Regions from separate parts of the Mus musculus genome. Here all the other regions are linked to region 1. The links are chromatin contacts, called in public HiChIP or PLAC-seq and promoter capture Hi-C maps. All regions are on one chromosome and are shown on one strand. Each heading gives the region's core, a stretch centred on a gene start, on an enhancer-like site or on the middle of the called end of the contact. The rest is flanking DNA. Distances are from core to core; before and after follow the strand shown. Region 1 holds the start of A730049N16Rik (a long non-coding RNA gene). Region 2 holds the start of A930029G22Rik (a long non-coding RNA gene). Region 3 holds the start of C030034I22Rik (RIKEN cDNA C030034I22 gene).

The links. Promoter capture Hi-C pulls out the DNA fragments that hold promoters and counts their contacts. HiChIP or PLAC-seq counts read pairs in DNA pulled down with a chosen protein or histone mark.
Region 2: a promoter capture Hi-C map of the SN4741 cell line shows a contact between it and region 1, with 2.7 times the contacts expected there. The contact joins the promoter of A930029G22Rik here to the promoter of A730049N16Rik in region 1. A contact is called at or near these places in 11 of 39 promoter capture datasets (the 3T3-L1 cell line, HPC-7-derived erythroid cells, the SN4741 cell line and 7 more), 2 of 484 Hi-C or Micro-C datasets (the N1E-115 cell line and pancreatic cancer cells), 3 of 115 datasets of contacts at active chromatin or transcription factors (embryonic stem cells and trophoblast stem cells) and 1 of 9 other capture datasets (pancreatic islet).
Region 3: an H3K27ac HiChIP or PLAC-seq map of embryonic stem cells shows a contact between it and region 1, with 9 read pairs. The contact joins the promoter of C030034I22Rik here to the promoter of A730049N16Rik in region 1. A contact is called at or near these places in 5 of 39 promoter capture datasets (the 3T3-L1 cell line, 3T3-L1-derived adipocytes, cranial neural crest and 2 more), 2 of 484 Hi-C or Micro-C datasets (embryonic stem cells and neutrophils) and 5 of 115 datasets of contacts at active chromatin or transcription factors (the 230-238 cell line, the SCID.adh cell line, embryonic stem cells and 1 more).

The regions. Positions count from the first base shown.
Region 1 is chr17:69,474,592-69,477,324 of GRCm38.p6, forward strand. It overlaps A730049N16Rik (a long non-coding RNA gene), which reads right to left and starts at 1,323. Exons shown (of 2, transcript XR_876920.3): 1 at 374-1,323. The region is part of intron 1 of Akain1 (A kinase (PRKA) anchor inhibitor 1); the gene reads left to right.
Region 2 is chr17:69,438,848-69,441,547 of GRCm38.p6, forward strand. A930029G22Rik (a long non-coding RNA gene) reads right to left here and starts at 1,393. Exons shown (of 2, transcript XR_003952217.1): 1 at 330-1,393. Akain1 (A kinase (PRKA) anchor inhibitor 1) reads left to right here and starts at 479. Exons shown (of 2, transcript NM_001145192.1): 1 at 479-694. The coding sequence starts at 679.
Region 3 is chr17:69,414,946-69,417,859 of GRCm38.p6, forward strand. It overlaps C030034I22Rik (RIKEN cDNA C030034I22 gene), which reads left to right and starts at 1,502. Exons shown (of 1, transcript NR_026848.1): 1 at 1,502-2,914.

The DNA of each region.
Region 1 (2,733 bases), core at 73-2,572:
CAAGTACTATGTATCCAAGTACTTCCAAGTACTGTGTATCCAAGTACTTCCAAGTACTGTGTATCCAAGTACTTCCAAGTACTGTGTATCTAACTTTCTAATATATAAGCCCAAGGAGGGGGGGGAGTATTTCATTCAAACCAGCACGCCATGTTTGTGTTATGAATTTCCATAGCTGGAATACAGCTTCTCCTGAATATTTTCATGCATGAGTTTTCACTATCTAAATTCATCTAAGCGTGACTGAATCCATATCCTGTTTCATTAGCATATAAGGAGAACACATGAGATATTTTGACATTATAAAAGGATTGTCTCCAAGTGTTCGGAACCTACTTGTTCAAAGAAATGGCATACATCTTCCTCTACTTACCCTTCTGGCTACTTTTCCTTCGGAGACCATGAGTGACCTGTGAGAGCTGATTGGTTAAACTGATCTAGAACCATACTTTGCGATGGCTAGTCATTTCCGGGTCTTTGACTCTTCCCGTAGCAGAAGATGTTGTCTGTATGAGAGGGTGCTTTTAAAGAGTTCGTTTAAAATCTTTCATACTATTTATACTTACACTGATTTCTCCCACTGTCCCGGTGGGTGAGAAGAGCCAGTAACTGGTTAATATTGCCTAGGAGATCAAAATATTTTGTTAAGTATTTAGATCTTCAGCATTGTGCTCAAGTAATTAAAATCTTTGAGCAGGAAGTCTCTGGTTTGCTTCCGAACTCCAAGCAGGACCTGTAAGTCCATTTTTTAAGTAAATGGGCTAGCAAGCACGGTCCTTGGAGCAGTTTAAGTGGGTTTGGTAAATCAGAAACAGGGGTCAGGACTCTCAGCTCAGCCCTGGGCTTGGGGTTGGGGTGGAGTGGGGTCTTCGTGGCTTCGGCAACTCCAGCTGCAGCCGGCAGGGGGCGGCAGAGGCTGCGTGAGCGGAGGTGGGGCGGCGCTGTCTGGCTGCACAGTCCACCCAGGTTTCTATTCCAGTTATGTCCGGTTGCCCCGGAGCGAGGCCACTCCGTGTCTGGCTTTTTTGCCCACCCGAACCTCGCTCCACCGTCCATCCTCCGGGCCGGGTACCATGCTCTTCAGTGTGTGCTTAAGGCTCTGCAGGGACGGTTGCCGGGAGCCATCTGCCTTCAACTGCCCCAATCCTGCAGATTCAGACAAGGGGCAGGAAGTTTTATCTCGCCCAAAGCATTGCAAGCTGAGCTGCTGGACAGATAGAAAGCCACATCCCCGTGGCTCGCCGGGAAAGTAGAAGTTGGAAGGAATGGTGTGAAAGGGAGAAACCCAGATTTCTGCTAAACTCCGTTAGAAGCCTTGTACTCAGGAGTTTTGGGAGCTCTCTGGACTCATAACCCACTTTTGGTTGAGTTTCTCGATCTCCGCATGCTCAGAAAATGCAACATTTAAACACCTCTGGCATAACACTTTCATGAACACTTGCCCTGCTCCAGCTCCTTTCAGTGCAAAATTTGTTCTCTCTCTTAAGTCTTCCCTTCAAACCGCCACCCAAACTCCGTGATTCCTTCTCAGAACATTTCCTCCCTTTATAACAGTTGCTTTTTGTGTCCTTTTCTTCTAAGATTTCATTCGTGTTTGGACAGGGAAGACGGTTCAGTGGATAAAGTACTTGCCCCCTACACTTAAAGACTGGAGTTCCGATACTCAGGACCTACCTAAAAGCCACATATGTGACAGGAGCACCTCCTGGGAGATGGGACCAGAGACGAGAGGATTCCCAGAAGGGGAGTGGGATGGTTTGTCAGGGGGAATGTAGGGGTGGACAAGATACTTCCTCAGTATAGAAGGGAAGGACAGACCCCTCTCTGACCTCCACCCTCACCAGAGTCCACTCAAGTGAGTGCTTGCACAATGCTCTGCCATCAGACACCCAACACATTTAGAAATAACAAAAATAAAGAACTTATTGTTTTTTTTTTAGAGAAATTTTAGGTGCACAACAAAATCAGAAGCACACAGATATCTTATGTGCCCTCTGCCCTTGCACATGTACAAACTCCCATAGTTACAACACTCCAGACAATGGCTCATGAATCGGTACACATAGAAAGGCATTTCCCTCGTATCATGAGCCGCTTTGGGTTTGGGTAAATGAACTATGAGAAATAATACATTCCTATTATTTCTATAGGAGCAGTTTCACTTTCTGAAACATCGTCTGTGCTCCAAGTTTATAATGAACATAGATATAAAATTGACCTAGAAAAGATTATGTGGAGTGTGAGTTGGTCAATAGTCTGTGTGGCTCTGACCCGTTGACCCATCTCCCCTACCTGGGGCATCAAGTCTCTATAGGATTAGGTGTACCCTCTCCCACTGAGGTTGGAAAAGGCAGCCTTCTGCTACATATGTGCTGGGGGCCTCAGACCAGCCTATGCATGCTCTTTGGTTGATGGCTTAGTCTCTGGGAGCTCTCAGGGGTCTGTGTTAGTGAGTCTGTTGTTCTTCCTGTGGGGTTGCCATCCCTTCAGTTCCTTCAGTCCTTCCCCTAACTCTTCCATAGGGGTCATTGACCTCATTCCAATGGTTGGCTGTAAGGATCTGCAGCTGTCTCAATCAGCTGCTGGTAGAGCCTCTCTGAGGACAGCCATAGCAGACTCCTGTCTGTGAGCACAGCATAGCATCAGTAATAGTGTCAGGGTTTGGTGCCTGTCCATGGGACAGATCCCAAGTTGAGCCTGTCACTGGTTGGTTTTTCCTTCAGACTCTGTTCC
Region 2 (2,700 bases), core at 143-2,642, 36 kb before region 1:
GTCACGGGGAACAGGACCCGCGAGCAGCGCCCTTGTCATGCATGCATTGCAAGGTCATCCTGTTTTTCTCTTTTAGCTCTCTTGCTGACATTGAGAGGCCTGGGGCAGCCAGAGAAGTCGTGAACAGCAAAGACGGGTTAACTTGGTGGTTCCTCCCTCTGTTCAGAGACAGCCACACTCCAAGAACTCAGCCTCTGGAGTAAAGTCTAGTGCGATGTGGGGAAAGGGACAAACTCATCTTAAATGTCAGCCCGGCATCCCTGGGGGTGAGTGACAGCAGGTAGTTAGAAGCAATTAGTTGTGCGCCTGCCGGGAAACCGGGCAATTACCTTTCTGTCTGGCTTCCCCTTCCGTCCTTCCTGCTTCGGTGGAAGCGGTAGAAGCGCCCTGCTCCTTCGGCGGTGAATCGCCAAGCTGGCGCGGGGACCGAGGAGGAGCTGAGCCGGGTTGCCTCTCCTCCTCCCGCCGGCGGAGCGGTGCATTGTGGAGGCAGCGCGCGCCCAGCGCTGAGCCGCGGCCCGGGACCGCGCGCAGGGAGCTGTCCGAGGTGCTGACCGTCCCGCCCGCACCCTGCGCGCCCGTCTGCTCCCGGCCCCGCGGTTCCCCGGTCCCCCGTCGGCTCCCGCCCTCTGTCTGTCCACCTCTAGAAACCCAAGGGTGTAGCGGCTGAAGGAAGTCATGGTGTTCGCTCCAGGTACTCTTTTATCTTCTTTTTCCGCAGACGTCCAGGCGGGGAGCGGGGCGGGAGGCGAACGCACCCGGAGGGAAGGCCTTTAAGACGACGGGGGTCCCTATGCGTGCTTTGGAGTTGCAGTGGCCCGGGGGGTGGAGACCGCCGGGTCGCCCCTCTCCCACACCCGCCTCATCTGCAACCCCAACCTTTCCGTCTCACAGTCCCGCCTGAATCCCGGCACCCGGAGTGAGCACCGACACCTTGGCAAGTGGCCCACTCGCCAGCATCGGACCTGCGCGGGTGTGCGGGCGGGGAGTGGGGAGAAGGATACAGGGCTTGGGGCTCCTTCTGTGGGAGTCTCTGTCGCCGCCTCTCCTCCCCTTCCTTAGAAGTGGCAAAGTGCCCTGCTTCCTTCCTCCGGGCCTCCAGAGGAGGTCGAAGGCAGGGGAGCGGGGCGAGGGGAAGAGGAGCGCTAGCCCTATGGATTTGGATCTGAAACTCTGTCGGGACTGCAGCAGGAGAGAGGCTACTGCGGCGCCGCGGGCGCTTGCAGCGTCTTCTGCTGGCAGGTGGCGAAGGACCTTCGTCCTTTTGCTGCGATTGGAGGCTACAAGTTGAAGAGTCAAATTTATCTGAGGTTGGCGGGTTTATCAGTCTCTCTCCTCTCTCTCTCTCTCTCTCCCTCTCCCCCCCCTCTCTCTCTCTCTTTCTCTCTCTCTCTCTCTCTCTCTCTCTCTGTGCACGCGCACGCGCGTTCAGGTGCTTCTGCTAGGGCCTCGACCTAGGTGTGTGTGTGTGTGTGTGTGTGTGTGTGTGTGTGTGTGTGGTGGGCTGAATGAAGCGTGGACCCGTTTATAGTTAACATTTCTACGTCCAAAGTTTCTCTCTCTCTCTCTCTCTCTCTGGTTTTTCTCTTTCATCTTTCTAACCTTCTTTTTCAGTTTGCCTGCCCTGACTCCCTCTCGCAGTTCCCCTTCTTGTTTTTGTTTGTTTTGGCTGTACTTCTTTTTAGGGGCAGTGTACAGCAGGTAGTAGGAAACACATAGCATCACTCTGTCAGCTTTGGGGGTCTTTAATTTGAGAAACAGGTTTGAAAATGTCCTGGGCAGGGGAACAGACATTGGAGAAGAAAAAGAAAGCATTTCTAAAAGGAAAGAATTGGGTCTGGTTTTTACATTTTTTCACTGAAAGAAGAGGAAGCTCTCCACCTGTCAATGACCAGTGACAGTCCCTGAGTCCCCGAGAGGTTAGCTAAGGAGACAGGATCCACAAGTGCACATGTGCCTTAGAGCAGTGGTTCTCAACCTGTGGGTCTCGATCCCTTGGGTTGAACGACACTTTCACAGAGGTTGCATATCAGATGGTATTTACATTACTATTCACAACAGCAGTAAAAATAAAGTTATAAAGTAGCAACAAAAATAATTTTATGGTTGGGAGTCACCACATAAGGAACGGCAACAAAGGGTTACAGCATTAGGAAGGTTGGAAACCCTTGCCTTAGACTAGGAATGTCGCTCTCCTTCCAAAACAGATAACTTAAGGGAAATGAGGTGGAGGTCCAGTCTGTGTCGGTCAGTCAGCGCAAGGTCAGAGAGTCAGAAAGCAGCAGGTCTCAGTCAGAACAGCTCTTGTCTCCCTCTGACTCAGTCGCCCTGTGGTGTGAGCAATGTTACCGCTTCCTGGGGGGCGGAGCTGAGGTTCTTTGGAGTTAGACTCCGCCTCTTTAAGTCCTCAGAGCCATTCCTCTGAGGAGACACACCCCAGCTACAGAGGTGCGAGGTGGAGCAGTGTCTAGTGCTATGTTGTGGGATGTTGTTATCTATTCAATTTTCCTACGAATGAAGGGGTGGAGGCAGTGTAATGAACTTAGACTCCTTCTGGAGGGGCAGGCGGTCTGGATTTAAGCAGCTCAGAATTTCAACAGATGTTGTTGCCATCTAACCTTCAAGTTTGTGTAGTTCCTGTTTATCGCAGTGGAGGAAAATAGTGATGATTCACATCTGCCAAAAATAAAAAATAAAAAA
Region 3 (2,914 bases), core at 252-2,751, 59 kb before region 1:
ACGCCTTCAAGAATGTATTGGGACAGTAATTTGTATTTTGCTTGAGGAAGCCATAGTTATCAGGAGAAAACGTACATGCAAGTCAGTATAGACATTCTTGTTAAGCTTACTTCATCTCAGTCATTATGTGCACAGGAGGGTGCAAGGATGCCTAGCACACCTCAGTAGTTTTACATACTTTGACCAAAGAGTGTGGACGTCGTGAGAGAGACCCAGGTAGCACTGCAGTTAGGCAGATCTGGGACTGGCTGCTCATGTGTGCTTGGCAGTGGCACCTATCACCCCAGCTCCCATTCTGATACCTATTTGCAGTTCCCTGAACACGAACATTTTAATTCCTCTGGACCTTTTCAACTGCTATCCTTTTGCCTATAGACCAATAATTCCCCCCCCTCACTTTATTCCTGCTGATCCGTTGGATAAACTGTCCTAGGACGCTACCCTGACTCCAACAGCTGGAATAGGCACACCTTTACACTTCCAACACTCTCCCAACTGAAGCAAAATTGCACTGAAGAGTTTCTCCCTCTTCTAGTCATGAACTCCAGGCAGCATTGCCTTTCCCATAGCTCCTCCCCCTGGTGCCTCTCAGTCTGTGCCATACACTTGTCCAACTACAGTTGGACATCAAATAACAATGTGGGCTTTGCCATGCTCTGGAGACTTTTGTATTTTCTTTCCAAGACTCACTACTGATTTGGAAAGCATAAAGGGAGTGTTCAACTTTATAGACTATGAGGAGGGGCAGGTGATAGAATCCAAGTTCAGTAAGGCAAACATTTAAAGAGTCTTTGAGAAACCATGAGGGCAGGCTCAAAGAACTAGAGAGAAATCTAATGCTCTGATTTAATCTTATATTGTACAATAGATCTCTAAGTGTGGCCTCAACTATTGCTGGAAAAATACAAATACAAGTATCTTTCCAATCAGCCTGCTGAGAGAGGTTTCAGTTCTCTTTCTATTGAATAAGCATTATGCTTGGATGCTATATGTGTAACTGGACATCTGCTGAGGTGACTCGCCCAAAGGCTAAGTTGATGGAATCCATTATATACATACTCTCAATGGAACTAGTTTTTCAGTAAAAGAACTTGACACCACTAGCTACACGGAGGCCATCCTAAATGCACCAGGCAATTTCAGTACCCACAAATTTGCTCCCTATTCAAAGTAAAAAGCAAACATCCAATCTCTCTACTGGGGGTAGATTTAGCCTGGAGCCAAGTATTCACTGAGGTAGACAATGTTCCAGAAAGCTGGGAGACAGAAGTGATAGTTTCATGATAAAATTTTATTGAGATGGCTTCCAGGCCAAGGGGGAATCCATTCTTGGTTTGTAAAAGTGTTGAGAAACTGACTTAGCCCTCAGAAGAATGCACATGAATTGCAGAGAAACACAGGAAGTGGTGCAAAGATAAAGGCCTTCAACAAGAGCTGCAATTTTCTTGGAGTATACAAAGAATGAGTTTAAACAAACTTTTTTTTTTTAACTTTTTTTCCTCTTTTCTTTTTTTCTTAAAGATCTTTATAAGCAGAGAAAAACTGCCAGAAAACAGTGAAAGGAGCACAAAATCAGAATAGGGTTGGGGGGACTGCAAAAGCCAATGGTGGTGCTAGCAAGAAGCAATTAGTTTTAGTTTAAGGGAACAAGGCAAGTGGACACAGCTCAGATGGGGTGCTCCACTCATTAGCTCTTTTTTTTTTTTCCTTTTCTCATGAAACGTTATATTCACAATTTTCAGCAGGAAACACCCAACTCGCCCAAGCTGTGTTTCCTGTGTTTTCTAAACGGTATAATACGTTATTACAAAAGAAACAATCCAAACAGCCCTGTGGAGGGGTGAGAAGTAAAGAATAGTTTTATACTTAACCAGACACCAGATTATGAGGTCAAGTCATACAGCATCGTGAGAGATACAAGGAAAAACTGAAAGTGAACGCTTTCTGCCTGAACTTCTCGATCCAAAAAACAACCTTTGAGAAGAGGATGAACCAGAATGTGTAAAACTAAGTAATTCCGGGAGGAAACCCTAAGATGACCTGAGATATTCAGTCCAAGAGGGTGGGTGACACCATTTCAAAGCCAGTCTAAGAAAGGGTGGTTGAGATGCCTCTGGCAAACCCTTTCAACTTCTGAAGGTCCCAGCGCCAAGCGACAAGGGCCCTGGGCAGAGCCAAGGGAGAGCTTGACACAGACGGCCGCGGTCACAGGGCTGGAGAGTTAGGCCCCGGGTCGTGTGGTCTGGCGGATTCTATCCATTTCCGCCCAGGACGGTAAGAAACCCCAGAGACCGAGCCGTGGCGGAGCAGTTGGTCCCCGGTGCAGGAATTCGCTGTCCTCCCAGCACAGTGCACGGCTGGGAACCCGATCAGCCCGCGTGTCAGCTTGGGGCGGAGCCAAGCCTGGTCACCACCGGAAGTGCGTCACTAGAGCGGGCCGGGAGCGCAGGCCGAACCCGGAAGCAGGCCTGGCGTAGGCTGGAGCTTGGGGGAGGCGCCGGGTCTCTGAGATTTAGTGACCGAACTGCCCGCGCGGAGAGGACTGGCGGCGGAGAACTGCAGCAAGAGCAGGAAACCCACGGGACCGCGGACGTGCGCGAGGCTCGAGGCCGTGCTGCACCGAGGGGCTCGACTCGTGGCGCCGAGCGGTCACTTCCGGCCTGCGGGGGGTACTTTTTAAAGGGATAGCGGGTATTTCCGAAGCCACGGGGGCATCGCCACGCCGCGGTGTCGCCGCTGGGGCCGGGGCTTCTGTGGGTTCTAATGATTCTGCCGTACGTGCTTTGCCCTAATTGTCAACTGTTTTGTCAAGTCCGCGTTGGCTCCAAGAGAGACCTTCCCTGACGTTTTCAGTGCCCGCGGAGTGGACAGCCCCGGCGGAGCATCTGACCGCCCGCTCCCCGGCTCCCGCTGC